2 separate regions of the Sus scrofa genome follow, and region 1 is linked to region 2. The links are chromatin contacts, called in public HiChIP or PLAC-seq maps. All regions are on one chromosome and are shown on one strand. The core of a region is the stretch at or near the end of the contact, and the rest is flanking DNA. Distances in the headings are between cores, read along the strand shown. Region 1 overlaps PHLDA1 (pleckstrin homology-like domain family A member 1). Region 2 overlaps LOC102163684 (a long non-coding RNA gene).

The links. HiChIP or PLAC-seq counts read pairs in DNA pulled down with a chosen protein or histone mark.
Region 1: a contact with region 2 is called in an H3K27ac HiChIP or PLAC-seq map of alveolar macrophages. The contact joins two enhancer-like sites. A contact is called at or near these places in 2 of 47 Hi-C or Micro-C datasets (embryonic fibroblasts and heart right ventricle) and 2 of 2 datasets of contacts at active chromatin or transcription factors (alveolar macrophages and skeletal muscle).

Annotation. Positions count from the first base shown.
Region 1 is chr5:39,314,519-39,317,218 of Sscrofa11.1, reverse strand. It overlaps PHLDA1 (pleckstrin homology-like domain family A member 1), which reads left to right. Exons shown (of 2, transcript XM_021092050.1): 1 at 1-2,650. The coding sequence starts at 1,458. The coding sequence ends at 2,624. Among named protein-coding and RNA genes, the nearest start is that of PHLDA1, 3.4 kb to the left of the region's middle. Within about 2 kb of position 1,423, at least 71 of the 83 cell types and tissues checked have an H3K27ac peak or open chromatin away from gene starts, as enhancers often do. A contact at or near this core is called in alveolar macrophages, where this site is marked.
Region 2 is chr5:39,021,621-39,024,320 of Sscrofa11.1, reverse strand. The region is part of intron 1 of LOC102163684 (a long non-coding RNA gene); the gene reads right to left. Among named protein-coding and RNA genes, the nearest start is that of KRR1, 200 kb to the right of the region's middle. Within about 2 kb of position 1,265, at least 4 of the 83 cell types and tissues checked have an H3K27ac peak or open chromatin away from gene starts, as enhancers often do. A contact at or near this core is called in alveolar macrophages, where this site is marked.

The DNA.
Region 1 (2,700 bases), core at 174-2,673, 290 kb before region 2:
CCTGTGTTTAAAAGTTACCCTTTGTTCTTGATTACCTTGGGATTAACTTCGAATTTCTTAAGCACGACACACAAAGAATTTGACTCTTGCTCAGCTCTGCAAGCTCATCTGTCTCCCTTTTGAATTCTTTGTTCCAGCCAGATGAAACTACAGATGAGCCAAGCTTTCCCTTTGTCCTTGTGCTCAAGGAGCAGCCTTTCCTCTTACCTGGGCCACTCTGACTTGTCCACCCCGATTTCTTTTTTATTGGTTTGTTTTTGGCATTTTTTTCTTTATTATGTTAAAACACTATCCCCAACACTTAGAACAGGGTCATGAACAAATAAGTGTTCAATAAGTACTTATCAAACACTACCTATCTGAGGTATGTTTAAGACATTTGTTCCTATTTATTTTTTAATTTGTGTAGTTCTTCATATTTTTAAGATCGTTACCTAGTTGGGGTTCTCTGTGTACTTAATACATTTCCCCAAGAGCTTTGGTCTCAGTTTATGCTCTTTATTCTGCTATGTTTCCCAGAATTTATAGAAATTGTTTAAACGGAGTAGAAGGGAGCTAGGGGCGAGTGCAGCATTTCCTTCCCCACATTACTGGTAAATGAGGTCACAAGTGATCTAAACCGTTGGGCGTTTGCAAAGAGGGGCCCGCAGGGCCAACCTGCAGGTTTTGGAGGGCTCGACCGCCTTGAAATATGCGGGTCATTTCCTGGGTTTGTAAGACGAGTTACAAATTCACATTCAAATATGTGTGAGATACTGTAGGCTGTACGGATGGGTTAAGAAGGAATTTAGAGAGCTTGCGAACGGGTGAAGAGAGGCTCCTGCCTGAGCTCCTGGCCCGAGTAAAGGAAGGTGAGGTCTCAAGTGGGTCTCTTTCCCCTACCTCTTCCAAACGGGACAGACGGTAGCGCTATTGCCTCAAGTATCGCCACTCAGCTCCAAGAAGGGCTAGTTAGTGACCGTAAGCGAATGAGCGTGAAGACACCCTGTCCTCACTGCCTTTGTGCGCTGAGATTTTTACGGAAGGGGGGCACTCTTTCTCGGCTCGCGAGCCTCACCCTCAGCCTCCCAACTCGCCTGGGCCAGGACGCGGGCTCTACGGGATCTTGGAGCCCAGCGCGAATCCCCAGGGCTGGTTCCCAAGGGCAGAGGATTGGCATACTAGACAGTGTCTGGTAGTTGTACCCACCCTCGTAGTCCCAACATTTTCTGAAGCTGTTAGCAGAGCGCCCCACCGGGAGGAGAGGAGGGAGGGCTGGGGATGGCCTCTTAGCACCCTCTGCGCGTCGGCATTCTTCGCCGGGCGGCTGTGGCCCCAGGCGGAGGAGAGGAGTTTCCGGGGCTCAGGGCCCTGCAGCGATCCCGGCCAAGGAGCGCGGAAGCCAGTGGGCGGCGAGAGGCGGAGCGAGGGATGCGGGGGGGCGTGGACGCGGCCGGCTTTGGAAAGGCCCCAAGTTAATGAGGCGTACGCCGGCGGCAGAGCGCCTTTCAGAGCTGGGCTTTCCCCCGCGGCGCGGGCGCCAGGAGCCGCCTTTTCCGCTGGGTGTCACTCGGGGGTGGGGGGGATGGTCCATTCAAAAGCGCCGCGAGGGGGCCCGGCCAGTGCCCTTCAGTGAGCGCTTGCAGGAGGAAGGCAGAGGCCCGGCGGCTCGCAGCTCTGGGACCTTGTGGCGCATCAGGACGCGGCTACCTTGCTGCCCCGACCCCGAGCCGCCGCCGCCACAGCCTCTCTGCTTCCTGCGCGTTAGCCTCTTTTGCGCGCTCCGGGCGGGTGGCCGCGGGAGCCGCTGGGGCGAGGACGGCGCGCGGCTGCTGCTGCTGCCCCCGGCCAGGGCAGCTGGAAGTAGAGAGGCCGAGCCGATCGGCGGCTCGCCCTATGCCGGGAGGATGTTGGAAAGCAGCGGCTGCAAGGCGCTGAAGGAGGGTGTGTTGGAAAAGCGCAGCGACGGGTTGCTGCAGCTCTGGAAGAAAAAGTGCTGCATTCTCACCGAGGAGGGGCTGCTGCTCATCCCGCCCAAGCAGCTGCAACACCAGCAGCAGCAGCAGCAGCAGCAACAACCCGGTCAGGGGTCGGTTGAGCCGTCCCAATCCGGGGGCCCCGCTGTGGCCAGCCTTGAGCCGCCAGTCAAGCTCAAGGAATTGCACTTTTCCAACATGAAGACCGTGGACTGCGTAGAGCGCAAGGGCAAGTATATGTACTTCACTGTGGTGATGGCTGAGGGCAAGGAGATCGACTTTCGGTGCCCGCAAGACCAGGGGTGGAACGCCGAAATCACGCTGCAGATGGTGCAGTACAAGAATCGACAGGCCATCCTGGCGGTCAAGTCCACGCGGCAGAAGCAGCAGCACCTGGTCCAGCAGCAGCCCCCGCAGCCGCAGCTTCAACCCCAAGCCCAACCCCAGCCTCAGCCCCAGCCTCAGCCCCAGTCCCAAGCCCAGCCACAGCTCCAACCCAGGCCCCAGCCACAACCCAAGCCTCAGCCGCAGCAGATCCACCCTCATCCGCATCCGCACCCGCACCCGTATCCGCATCCACACTCGCATCCGCATCCACACGCACACCAACAACCGCTTTCGCAGCCGCACGGTCACCGGCTTCTCCGCAGCACCTCCAACTCTGCCTGAAGAGGGCAGCACCTGGGCCAGACAAGGTGAGGTTCTGGCAACTTGGGTACTAAGGACCCTTCGGAGGGGTGGGTCT
Region 2 (2,700 bases), core at 16-2,515:
TAGGTTAAAAAGGAGAAATAAACTTTCAAACAAATTTCTTTCATCTAGCACAGTTATTTGTTCCTTCTCAATTCTCCCAATGAAGACTTTTAGGGAAAAAATCTGAGATCATGGAGACATGATTATCAGCTATTATCACTGAATCCCTAATAGGCCCATTAGTGCCACTTTGCCCTCAGGGGTTAGAGGTATCCAGCATCACACTTTTTATATACACATAACACTAACGTGCATTTAAACAGTGCATTCAATGGATTTTGCACCTCACAGTAAACCAGGGTGCCATACCCATGTTAGAGATGAGGAAAGTGAAGTTCTAGAGGATTAATTTAAGATTAATTCATTTCAGTGTCTTTTTCCAAGTCACAGAGCTGTCAAGTAACAGAACCAGACTCCATCTTGGGTTTTCTGACACCAAATCCATTATTCTCTCCATTAAATCATACTGTGTCTCTTTGCAATAATTAAAAACAAGAAAGACTAAATCAAGGAGGTGTAGCCTTTTTGTGGCTCATCCTTTTTCTTGCTATCTCATTGTGAATGGAGGGTAAAATTGAGGAGTAGGTAGATCTTGGGTGATGCGGGACAGGAGGGTCCTGAGAGGCTAGGTGAAACAGAGTGCTCTGCTTAACATTTGGGAACCCTTAGGAAAAATGGCATGGAGAGTAATGAAGGGGAACTTGGTTAAGTAGAGAGTGTAGTAGTGACAATTTGGGGATCTATCATGAAATACTGCAAGATGTGTTGCTAGATTTTGGTTCACTGGTTAGGTGACCTTGATACATACTCTGGTCCTTGTTCTCCATTGATGCCTCATGACTTTGGGCTTGATGTTTTGACTTTTCCATTCATCAAAACTGAAGTACAGTACTATATAAAGTAGCTAACATTGCTGAAATTTTGGATGGATGTAAATCAGGAAAATGTTTAAGATTATCCCTCTTAAATTAGGTCATCTGAAAGTATCAAGCACCATGTTGACACCTATTGAAAAACAAATGAGGCTAAGACAATCCTTGGCAATGCTAAATTTCTGAATTGCTTATATATATTTCACATGTACCTCTGTTATCAGATACAAACAAGGCCTTTGCTTATAAGAATTACAGATTTGATTAAAGTCATAAACTCTTATGATTTAAGATTTAAAATTTAAATGTCTGAGACCAAGAAGTGACAAACTAAAGGAAGGCACAGTTTGCCTGCCAATGACTGTTGGCAGGAAATGAGATGACTCATCCTGAACATGTGCTTTCCTTGCCTGAGACAATGGAGCATGATGAAAATGTTCAACTTATTGAATATCGTTGGACATTTCTGTCATTCAGTTTGTGGGAGACTGTTGAAATGCAACCACAGACTAATAAGAATGCCAGGATGACCCAGTGATTTTGAGAAAACTGAAGATAAATGTTAGGAAAGAGACATGGTCTGTTTCAAAATAATCAACAGCTATGCTGTGGACTAAAAGAGACTATGTGAGACGGACCCCAGGGGGGAGGCAGAGGTGGAGAAATTCCAGAATTTAGGAAAGAAAAGTAATATTGCCAAAGAAGGCAAGACCCATTGTCAAAAGAAAGGAGATTGCATTAGTTGCTGGGGAGAAGTAAATAAATGTCTTTTGGTTACAGGAGAATGGGGACATTTGTGAAGGTCTTCCTAATGGGACCCCTATAGGATACCATCTCTTGTCTGGTATCTCATCTTGTAAAACATCTGACAAAGAGAGGGAAAAAGATATTAACTGGGTTTAACCTCCATATACTGCCCTGGAGTTACTAAGAAACTTAGAAGGACTTGGAGTCCTATGTGGGGACAGGGTGGTGTATGGGTGTAGCTTCCACTCCATATTGCTGCAAATCTAAAACTGCTCTAAAAAATTAGGTCTATTAAAAAAAAAGACCTTGGAGTTGTTGACAAAGCGTGTGATCAAGGCAAGCCTGGTTTGGCCAGAGGGCATTAATTGATTTATTCCTAACTGGTTCTGTAACCTGAGGTAAATTTTCCTTTCTGGGCCTGTGTTTCTGTATCTATTTATGAGAAGGTCCCCTAGATTATCCTCAAGGTCTGTTCCAGCTGGAAAATGCTGTGATTCATGTGCAGAGAAATATTTGTGTACATACAACAGTCTCAGAGGGAGGCACAGTTTTGCCAACAGATAAATACCTTGAGTTCTTTTGCCATTTCCCTGGGGAAATCTATACTCTGTTATTATAGGTTTGCAATAACAGGTGTGCTGTTGGGGGTGGGGTACGAACTGAAGGACATCATTATTGTGAGTCGGGAAAGCGGGTAGAGGCAAAGAGGATTAGTCAGGAAGTTTGTGCTGGGGATCAGTTTTCACTGTAACCTTAGCCCTACTGTCCACAGGGAGATCTGAGATTTGCATTTTTCTCATTGGATTTGCAGCAGTGCAGAAAAACGTTTGTTTCTGCTGGGGCCCTCTTTACAAAAAAGAGTGTTGCATAGTCCAGAATTGTCAAAGAGAAACTCAAGAGGCGGGTAATCGGAGTCTTCTGGTTTGTTCTGAGGTGGAGTGGACATCCTCCCCCAGTCTATAGGCATGGGGTCAGATGATGCCCTGGAAGGCAAACCTGCCTTTTCCTGTATACCTCTCTAATAATGCCACAGTAGATGCTGCACGAAAATGATGCAGTATAAAATAACGCTAAAGCAAAAGGAGCCTTTGTAAACAAATCC